Regions from separate parts of the Mus musculus genome. Here all the other regions are linked to region 3. A link is a contact called in public Hi-C data. All regions are on one chromosome and are shown on one strand. The core of a region is the stretch at or near the end of the contact, and the rest is flanking DNA. Distances in the headings are between cores, read along the strand shown. Region 1 overlaps Macrod2 (mono-ADP ribosylhydrolase 2). Region 2 overlaps Kif16b (kinesin family member 16B). Region 3 overlaps Macrod2 (mono-ADP ribosylhydrolase 2).

The links. A called contact is a pair of places that touch in the nucleus more often than the background predicts.
Region 1: a Hi-C map of cortical neurons shows a contact between it and region 3, with 2.5 times the contacts expected there. The contact joins two enhancer-like sites. A contact is called at or near these places in 1 of 39 promoter capture datasets (second pharyngeal arch cranial neural crest) and 2 of 484 Hi-C or Micro-C datasets (cortical neurons and cranial neural crest).
Region 2: a contact with region 3 is called in a Hi-C map of cortical neurons, with 2.8 times the contacts expected there. The contact joins two enhancer-like sites.

Annotation. Positions count from the first base shown.
Region 1 is chr2:141,229,523-141,232,681 of GRCm38.p6, reverse strand. All of the region lies in intron 5 of Macrod2 (mono-ADP ribosylhydrolase 2), which reads right to left. Among named protein-coding and RNA genes, the nearest start is that of Gm25583, 410 kb to the left of the region's middle. Within about 2 kb of position 1,496, at least 30 of the 459 cell types and tissues checked have an H3K27ac peak or open chromatin away from gene starts, as enhancers often do. A contact at or near this core is called in cortical neurons, where this site is marked.
Region 2 is chr2:142,811,540-142,814,693 of GRCm38.p6, reverse strand. The region is part of intron 12 of Kif16b (kinesin family member 16B); the gene reads left to right. Among named protein-coding and RNA genes, the nearest start is that of Kif16b, 88 kb to the left of the region's middle. Within about 2 kb of position 1,478, at least 12 of the 459 cell types and tissues checked have an H3K27ac peak or open chromatin away from gene starts, as enhancers often do. A contact at or near this core is called in cortical neurons, where this site is marked.
Region 3 is chr2:141,874,880-141,878,194 of GRCm38.p6, reverse strand. All of the region lies in intron 8 of Macrod2 (mono-ADP ribosylhydrolase 2), which reads right to left. Among named protein-coding and RNA genes, the nearest start is that of Gm25583, 240 kb to the right of the region's middle. Within about 2 kb of position 1,539, at least 24 of the 459 cell types and tissues checked have an H3K27ac peak or open chromatin away from gene starts, as enhancers often do. A contact at or near this core is called in cortical neurons, where this site is marked.

The sequences.
Region 1 (3,159 bases), core at 247-2,746, 650 kb after region 3:
GGGTCAAGATCTCACTAAAAAACAAAACCAGCTGGGCTATGATGGAAGAAATAAACACACTGGGTAACACATGAAAGGATTATGGCCCTCTTACATCAGAGTCCTCCATCACAGAAATGTATGCAGCCATCATCCCTTTCCTTTCCTTAGAGCACTGCCACCACTTACTTTTGAGAACCTTGGATGTGATATGAAATAATCGAATTTGGGAGACTCACCAAGATACCCTCACCTTCCCCCAATATATATTTTCTTCCTTAGAAACAAAAATCCCTAAATCTTAGATAGGATTCCAGTAGTTTGTGAAAAGGATGCTGTTCCATTCAGTATGGTCATGTTCCTGCCTTCAGAATGGAAAAAGAGATGTTGATGAATACAGAGGGTTTGACCATCTAATTGTCCTCTTCTATACCCTGATGTTTTATTACACACAGGCTCAAAGAATCAAAGCAAACAACACATGTCCCCCACCTCCTCAATTGACAACCAGCATTTTAGTATTTTTGTTTTATGCAAGTATATCATCTGCCCGTTTGCCTATTCATTTGCCTACTTTTAATCAGTTTCAAAGTTGCATGCCTGAGAACAGTTCAGCCCTGAGATGTTTCCAGGGACCACAAGATGAAGAGATCTTCTCTGATTCACAAATGAGTAATAAGAGGGGGCAGAATTCAGAGCAACTTAGGTTATACAGATAATCACATCTTCCCAACTCACCTTCACAAACTGAATTTCTTGTCTTTTTGGACTCATTCCTACTCACCCGCAGGGCCCAAAAGAGTTTGAACTTTAGGGTCCAACAAAACCTTCAACTTGATCAGCATCTAGCATCCTTTGGCTGTGGTCATTGGAATATTCTGACTGCTAGGTTGAGCTCCCGGGTAGCAAGAGATCTGGAATTCTGCTCTTTGGGAAGAAAAGCTATACACTTCATGAGACTACTTTCAATTGCTTTTCTTCACTTTTTTCATGCACTTCAGGATAAGGATTAGCATCAGAGAAAACACTGCATCTTACATTTTTATACTCAGAACTTCTCCATGGAAATAAACAATTCTGCTAAAAAGCATATCCTGTTCCTCCTGATGAATTTGAAAGAACTTACGAATTCTTAAATACCACCCCCTCCCTCCTCAAATAAGTGCGTATACATAAAACTTATGTACCATCTGTCTGCAGGCTGTCACACACCCCAGGGGCTTTGCCCAACCTCCCTCTGATGGACAGCGATTCTGAGACTGCTCCTTCGCATTTCATCAAGAGTGATGACTCTCAGCCACCTTAATGTCACGGCTTGGAGGCTCCTGAAGCAATTGGTTTCGTAGTTTATTTTGTGAACTGTGCTGTGGACACAAGACTTTGAAAAGTAAAGCTCGAGTTCCAATCTAAAGATCTGAAAAGAACATTTTCAATCTGTTGGTGCAGACTGTTCTCCATCAGCCCAGCTGCCAGCAGTTACGCGTGGCACTGGGCAGCCTCACACAGTCGGGCACAGCCGCTCCTCTGGATGCTGAGGCAAGCCGAGCGCAGAGATTACCACATTATCATCTCCCGACTGAAGCCAGAGTTCCATTTAACAAGCTGACAAGAGCGCCAGGACCACAAAATAACAAGCAGAAACACGGTGTGGTATTTGTCAAAGATAAAGGGCTGAGGTGCAGCTTAAGGCTTCTCAGAGGCTCGGGAAGACATTCAAATCATCTGCCCCAAATGTTTTCAGTGCCTTGAACTTTCTCCCACATTGCTCTTATTTGGGGGTCCCCATTTTGGTACTGGATGCTTCCTTCAACTGGCGGCACTCCTTTGAAGAAACTAGAAATGTCCTCAGAGTCTGTTGATTTTCCTAACATGTTTTAAGTTTCTGCACATGCACTTTGCTTAAAAGGCCATGCCTACTTTCAGGTCTACATTATTGTTAAGCTTTTCTGGAGCTAATTTTACAAATTTCTTATGAACACATATATTTATATGCTGGAGGTCCACGTAATAGTATACAGCCTCTCTCTCTCTCTCTTTTTTTTCTTCTTGACTTTAAAGAAAGCACAGAGAGAGCTTTGTTTTTAAAATGTCATATGGGGTGGTTAGAAGTAGGGGAAAATATAGTGTTTAAGTCATAATCTAGCATGTCTATCTATCATATTGCTTTTATTGCATGAAATGATTTTTTAAAAGAATTTTAGAATTCTTTTTTTTTTCTTCTGAGTGTTCAAACCTAACAAATACAACAAAGAATATGGTATATATCAGAACTAATTTTTGAATACATCCATAAGTTTATTCAACAAAAATTAAAGAGAAACTATACACTTTAAATTCAAATATTATCTGGATTTAGGCAAATGCAAACCCTCTTATTTTTCTTTTTAGGTAAATTGCTATGAAATAATACTGCAAATCATCTATATGAAATCTCTCAAAACTGCAATGTGAGGATGGGTCTGCGGTTGCTTTTTCATGGTCTGGGGATCACAGTGCATGCGGCAGGGTGTGCAAAGGCTCATTGCGGGTACACACTTTATTTCCCATATCCTCAGCTCTTTCATACAGATTTTTATCCACCCCTCTCACAGTGAGATCATTTTCTTTGGCCACCACAGTGTGTAATTCTATCCAGTGGTTTGCATTTTGAAAACATTAGTCTAAATAAGCTTAAATGCATGTTAGCACCACACACTAGAGATTCTGGGGGAAACTCTCTGACACAGACTATGTGGGCGGTGTGCCCTACGATGGCTTAATAGAATCTTCAAGTCTAGGTCAGGAGTGAAATACTCCAACCGAGATCAGTAATAACAACAAATCCCCCACATGTTTCCACTGAGTGGGGAGCTGGAAGCACAACAGCGTTTCTTATTTTAGCTACAAAGGGAGACTGATTTGGAGCTGAAGCAAAAATATGAAGAAAAATTATGATTGAAGTATTTTCATTCAAAAACATCTCGTACATGAGAAAAGCCATTAATTGTTGAAAATATGAGACATTGCCACTAAATAAAAATAAATTATTCAATTACAGTTTTCAGCTGCCCAAGGTATCCATCCAGAAAGAAAGCTGATTAAGTTTTGGCCAGTGACAGAAACTAAACCAGATGGGACACAAACTGTTAACTACATATCATGTTCCATATGATTTAGCTACATTCTTAATATTCTAGGTAA
Region 2 (3,154 bases), core at 229-2,728, 940 kb before region 3:
ATCATATTATGATTCTGTGTTGAATTTCTTCATGGCATGTAAAAACCTCTCCATTCCAGTTTTAATTATCATGTTTCTTAAATGATTCCCTCAGACCTTATCAAGTGAGCTGTCCTAATATTTAATCTCCCCAGTCACTGATCACTGAAGGGTCCTGTGCCTTTCTCATGTTTGCTTTACCCTGTAAACTATTCTATTGTCCCAGAGAACGCCACTCATCCAGCCACCAGCTCATTTCACATGGTCACATGGCCTTTAAGGACTGCCTGGGCATACTGGGCAGTGTTCCAGATGTGGGTCTTTGGGTCTTCCCTTTGCTTCATTCCATTCTCTCGCCCTGTTGAGTTAGACTGCTCAATTTTTTGGCCTATCCCTTTCCCTACTTTTGTTTTGTAAGCCATTGCCTCCAAGCCATGGCTGTTACTTTTAGCCAGGCAGAGGTTATTTTTGTTAAATGGGAGAGTAATGACCATGACTGTAGTAGGAAACTCCAGGTCTGTTTTAATTACTTAGAATTCTTCCTCATTTTAGACATGCATCTCCTACAATCCAGGCAAAGGTCTCGCCTACTCTGTCAACCACAGCTCACTTATCCAGAATGTTCTTTAATATCCTTATCCATCAATTGCATCCTCTTGATGAAATGATTTACACTACTTTATCATCATTATTTATTATTGTTACTTAGATAGTGCATCCTTATTCATACGGCGCAGGATCAGAGGTACACTCAATGTGCTTCAGCACCAGGTCAGGAGCCTTATACACTTTCAAAGAAAGCTTTTCACGCTCTAACCTGATTTCAGTTCAGACCTGCTTGTTAGGGAGTGTTGGTCTTCCTCCTGTCTTCTTCAGGCTGTGATAATGCTGTCTGTGGTTTGAATAACTCCAAAGTTGAGGTGCTGAAGGTAGTCACAGAGATCTTGTTTATAAAAACAAAGAGAACATGGCCAACTCACATGTTTCAGAGCATAATTTTAACATGTAGACTAGACAAGATATACTGAAACTAGTAGCTATTATATAATGAGTTTCACTTGCATTTAAATTATTCTTCAGAGTTTTTGAAAGTTGATTTAGAACAAATGACTTGTATTTTTTATTATATTAAGCCAGAGTAATTTTTTTTTGTTAGATTTAACAAGAATTCTCTGAATGTCTTCAGAATCACAAAGTAACAGTCTGCTGTTAGTAAGTAAAATACATTTTTTTAAAGTAAACAATATCAGAGCAAAAGCAGCAACAACCAAATGTGTCTTTTCTCGGGAAGCTAATCTTATCATATTTTGCATATTGTATAGGGAGGCTTGTCGAGTTAACAAGTGGCAGTCCCAACTATGGGCAAAGCCATTGTGTTTTAAGAGCAACCCACATTCTTGTTTTACAGTATTCATTATCTTGAGAATAGTTGGAGTAGATGTGCTGTTGGGAGTGGTTTGGTTTTTACCACTAGATGGCACTGCAGTTAGGGAAAACAAATCCCATAGCTCTTAACTAGGATCTTTGGCAGTGAAGCTGTCTGCAAGGACAGGATGTACTGCTAAAGGGGATTGAAGAGGCCACCAGTGATTTCTAGATAGAGTCTGTGGAGACAGATTGTGGAGATTCTAGCATTAGGGGTTATTTAGCTGGTGCCTTCTTGAAGCCACATTGACACCTGATACAGAGATGGGAACGCATCTTCATATTCTGGAGTTTCCATTCACATCCTTCTGAAATACTTTGTCTGAAGTTGCTTTACATTTAAGTGGTGGCTCTTAATGTGTGTCATAGGTGGTCATTCTGATTGGCTCTTTTTAGAAAGCTGGCCTGCTTCCTTCCCTCCTTTTCATCCTTCCCTCCTTTGCTCCCTCCCTCCCTCATGCCCTTCCCTTTTTATTTATGTGCTTCTCTTCATAAGAATCATTTTTGCAATGACTGTTTACACCATTCTTTCTTCATCTTTGGCTCTAAGGAGTTCTTAAGAGAATTAAAACTTCCCTTGCCTTGTGTCCTTGTTCTGTAACCTTCCTTGTTTGTTTAAGGCTGTCCGAATTAGTGAATGTGCTCAAAGAGAGAGAGAGAGCTCTCTTTTTGGCTTCATATATTGAGAGCCAAGAGTCTTCTAGAAGAATGCTCAGGTTAAGATTTTTTCCCTAACTCTCTCGTCATTTACATGGCAGCAGGCAGAAGGCACTGCCAGCAGGCACAGGTACACTGCAAGGTGGCAGAAAATAATGCTGAAGGTCACCTCGCTCAGCTAGATGGTGGCTGTGTGACATGGGTGACTTACGTAGACTCTATGTCGTTCAGTTTCAAGATCTGTGAAATGGGGCCCATAGCATCTCATTAGGTTGCTGTGAGAATGGAGGGATAGTGGTAAAGCCGCTTTGTCGGTTGGAGCCCTGAGCAGGGTAGAAAAGGGTTTCTCAGGGCTTGAGCTCAAAGCATCTGTTCTCCTAGGAGCTGAGGCTGCTGGGGAAACTGAGGGAGTGTAGTTTAGCAGTTGGGGTACAGAAGAGCCCAGCTATAGAAAGGGTGTGAACAGCAGACCTTAATTTCCTAGTTAATACTTCCTTTTCTTCATTACTGCTTGAAAGAAAATAGTGAGCTAATTTAAATTCTGCTCATATATTCTGAAGACGCTTTTCTCGTTTAGTTTCATTATCTGAACCATCAGTATTTCTTTTGAAGTGTCTAAGTAGTGCATTGAAATTTCTTACTCATTTCTCTCATTTCACATTGAATTAATGACAGAGTATTCGAAGTAGATGAAGTCTTAGGGCTGATCTTATCCAACCTTGTCATGAGACACTGGGAGTGTAGAGCCTGCACACAGGGTTTCTGCTGCAACTTCTCAGGATTACATAGGGAATGGGTGTTCAAGCTGAGGTCAGAATATTATTCTCTGATTTCCAGTTCAGCATCCTACATAGAAATGACCAGTCTGGTGTGTTCCCGAGTCCCTCTTTCCTTCACAGGATGCATTAAACTTTATTATATCAAAAAGTTGCAAATAAATATGTATAAACTTTAGGAACTGTTTGTTGATGAGCTTTCCTGGCATTACTCTAGAGGAGTGAGCTCCTTCAGTGAGTGTGGGGGTGCCATATTAAAGCAACTAAAGGGGATTTTGTAGGTATGTGACAGGGGAGGGAAGAGATGCCTTGAGATA
Region 3 (3,315 bases), core at 290-2,789:
CTCATTCAACCGCTCCAACCAAACTCATGTGAATGGTGGTGGGGGGGGGGGGTGAAGAGTCTGTGCCCAAGTTCAACACGTCTCTATTATATTAGTAAATAGCTCACAGTTCCAAGAGCTGATTTTGGTCTATGTCAAGGAGGAAGTTCCCATCAAAGCATAGATACAACACTGATTTGACATGTGCCTTACCACACAGCTATTTGTTAAAGCAGCGGGGCTATAGTAACACTTGCCTTAGTCATCCCAGTGAATAAAGACATCAGAAAAGTTGCTGTTTCCTGAAATATTTAGAAATGTATGCTTAGAAAAGATGGCAATGAACTCCAACAACCCTGTAGCATGCATGATACCTTTCATTAGGAATTTCCTTTCTGACATGCATCTACAATGTGATATTTTAGAATCTCTCTGCTTAGATATAGTTAAAGGACATTAGGGGATCTGGAAAGCTTATATGCTGCTAATCATAGCTGCTGGCTAGAAATGTGGTGGGAAATAGTCCTTTTTTCATAGTCATTAACTCTGCGTTCACACATGGGTTTCATTTCCATATCACATGCTTCTATGAAGGCTCCTGACTCCAAAAGGGGTCAGGATCTCAGCTGTGGGCTCTCAACATCTCTTGCAATCGCATCAAGACAGGCAAAGCTAGAAATAAACCAACCAACCAACCAACCAAACAAACAAACAAACAAACACCACCCCAAAACAGAAGAAAGAAAAACCAAACCAACCAAACAAAAACCCCTGTGCATTATGAGGCTGGGGTTGGGCCATTAGGCATTAGTCATACAGAAATGTAAAAATGTCACTATAGACACTTTGTAGGTTGACTGTCTATACTTCAGAATACAATTTCTATGTTTATAATTTCATTAGGACCATCTTGTCTCCAATGGTAAGAGAGAAATAGATTCTGGAAATAAAGGAAGCTTGACTTGATGCTGAGTCACCCCAGCAGCACAGAACACTGAGCCAGGAAAAATATATGTGCCACTGTTGGGACCAGCTAAAGAGTTGCCTCTTATTCCACACAGTATTCAAACAGTGATGCAGCAGTGTGGTGAAAACAGTGGAGGGCTCTGTTCTGATTTTAATTCCCCAGGCTCATGTGGCTATAGAGAAAGAGCAAAGGCTTACAACATAGTGCGGCTTATCTAATGAAGCTTTCCTGATAAATAACTCAGCATAAAATAACCGTAGGCACAGTGTTTTCTAAAGTTCCACCCAAGCCTCTCTATTCCTTACATTTCACCTCTCTTCATTTTAGAGAAAGGTTTTATTTTCACAAACAATAAAGATGACACCCTACTAAGGACAGATAAAGTACTCAAATGATGTTGCCTGACAAGGAAAGGTCACCAGTGAATTTAGTCTTCAGGCACCAAGTAAAATCGAGGATGTCTGAACACAGTCCAATCAAAGAGCCCAAATGGGAGGCTCAGCTCTGAAGTGGGAGGAAGTGATAACCTCACAGACTGTCAGCAAAATTCCAAAGCTGAGCAAATCCACCGATTCTGGAGGAAAGCCCGCTCTCTTTATCTTTCTGGTTCACTTTGCACATGCTGTTGGGAAGTGTTGAAGTCGACTGCATAATTCATGCTCACTGCAGTCTAAAGCATAATGAGAGTTCGTCCAATTTGCCAACACTTTGAAGAAGAAGGGTGTTCAGACAATAGCAACCACGGTGCTATAAATGGACCCTGATGAGGGCAGGAAGTCAGCCTTCTCTTAAGTCACTCCCTGGCTCAGTAAAGAAGTCTGACCTCTGCTGTTCTCGACAGTGCTGAAAGCATTAGCATCTTCAACACTGTATCCTCTTCTAGATTCCTAAAATATCCCCTGCTTTTCGGCATGCAATTTAAGCAAGAAATACTTGCAGCCTTTTAGATCAGGCCATCTGGGAGTTAGGTGGCTTTGATCGTCTGGTTTAGTCCTTGCCCTTTGCCCAATCCATTGCCCCTCTCTTTAAGACGTAAACCAGACTCATTTGGGAGCAAAATTATGTGTCCAAGATTGGAAAACAGAAAAAAGATGTGTCCAGAAAAAAAATGCCAGATTTGACTAATTTTTAGGTCATGCTTTAATGATCAGGCGAACAGATTCAGGCATGAATGTCACATCTGTTCCTTGAAGATGAATGATCAATTCAGTCATATTCAGTGTAGAAGAATTGTTTGAACCTTATGAAGAAATGTTTCATTTCTTCCCTAATTTTTTCAGATGGAAGATTGGCCTGAAGGGGAGGATGGTTACATAACTAATACTAGTTACTTCAGCCATTAACATGTGGAACTAGAGGCAAACTTGGATTTCCTATGCCTCTGCCCTAACATTCTGCAGGCTGTCCACCCACCAGGAACAGGAAAACAGGAACAAAATGGAATAAAAGTCTTTTTTTCTTAAATTTTATTTTTATAAATGTATATGTATGTATGCATGTACTTTGGTGTGGACACATGTATGTGTGTATACATGTGTGTGCATATGCCCATGTGCACACATGTGCATATGTATGTGTGCAGGCCACAAAAGGATGTTAGATCCCCTAGAGGTGGAGTTACAGGCAGTTGTGAGCAACCTATCTATGGATACTGGTATACTGGAAACCAAATTTGGGTCCTCTGAAAGAACAGTAAATGTTCTTGACTGCTAATCCACCTATACATTAACCCCTCAATGGACTTCTTTATAATAGCAAAAATATCTACATGCTGATTTAATTTATTTTGTGACCAATATCTTAGTGTTTAAGGCAGAAAGTAACTTGCATTATAGTCATGATGTCTTGGTTGTAATTCATTAAATAAAATCTTAACGTGTGAAGTGGAAAAATTATGGTGAACCTACAAAGAATAAGCCAGGAATAAAACGAAGCAAGCTAAGACTTTGGGATTAATGCATCCATTTCCCGGGAAGACAACTGGAAAATGGAAGTTTGAGGCAAGCATTAAGTATGGACATTGTGCCCATACTTACACCTTTGAAGGCATAAGTTCTGAGAACTGGGTTTGCAAGACTGCAAGTTTAAAAAAACAAACAAACAAGAAACAAAACAAAAAGGAACTTCATCAAACTAGTTGTCAGCCTCAGCCTTAATAACCCTGTGAGACCAAAAGAATTAAGCACACATGGTAGGTGTTGCTTACTACAATGCTTACCAACAATGGAATAAGGACCAGTAATGTAACTCTGTACCATACAACCAGTCATTTCTTTGCTAAAGATTAAAGGGGAAAATTGAGCTCTTTATCTCTAGTTCCTGCAAGAACTGGCAGAAGCTCTCATTTTATAGAGTAGAGAGACTTCGTA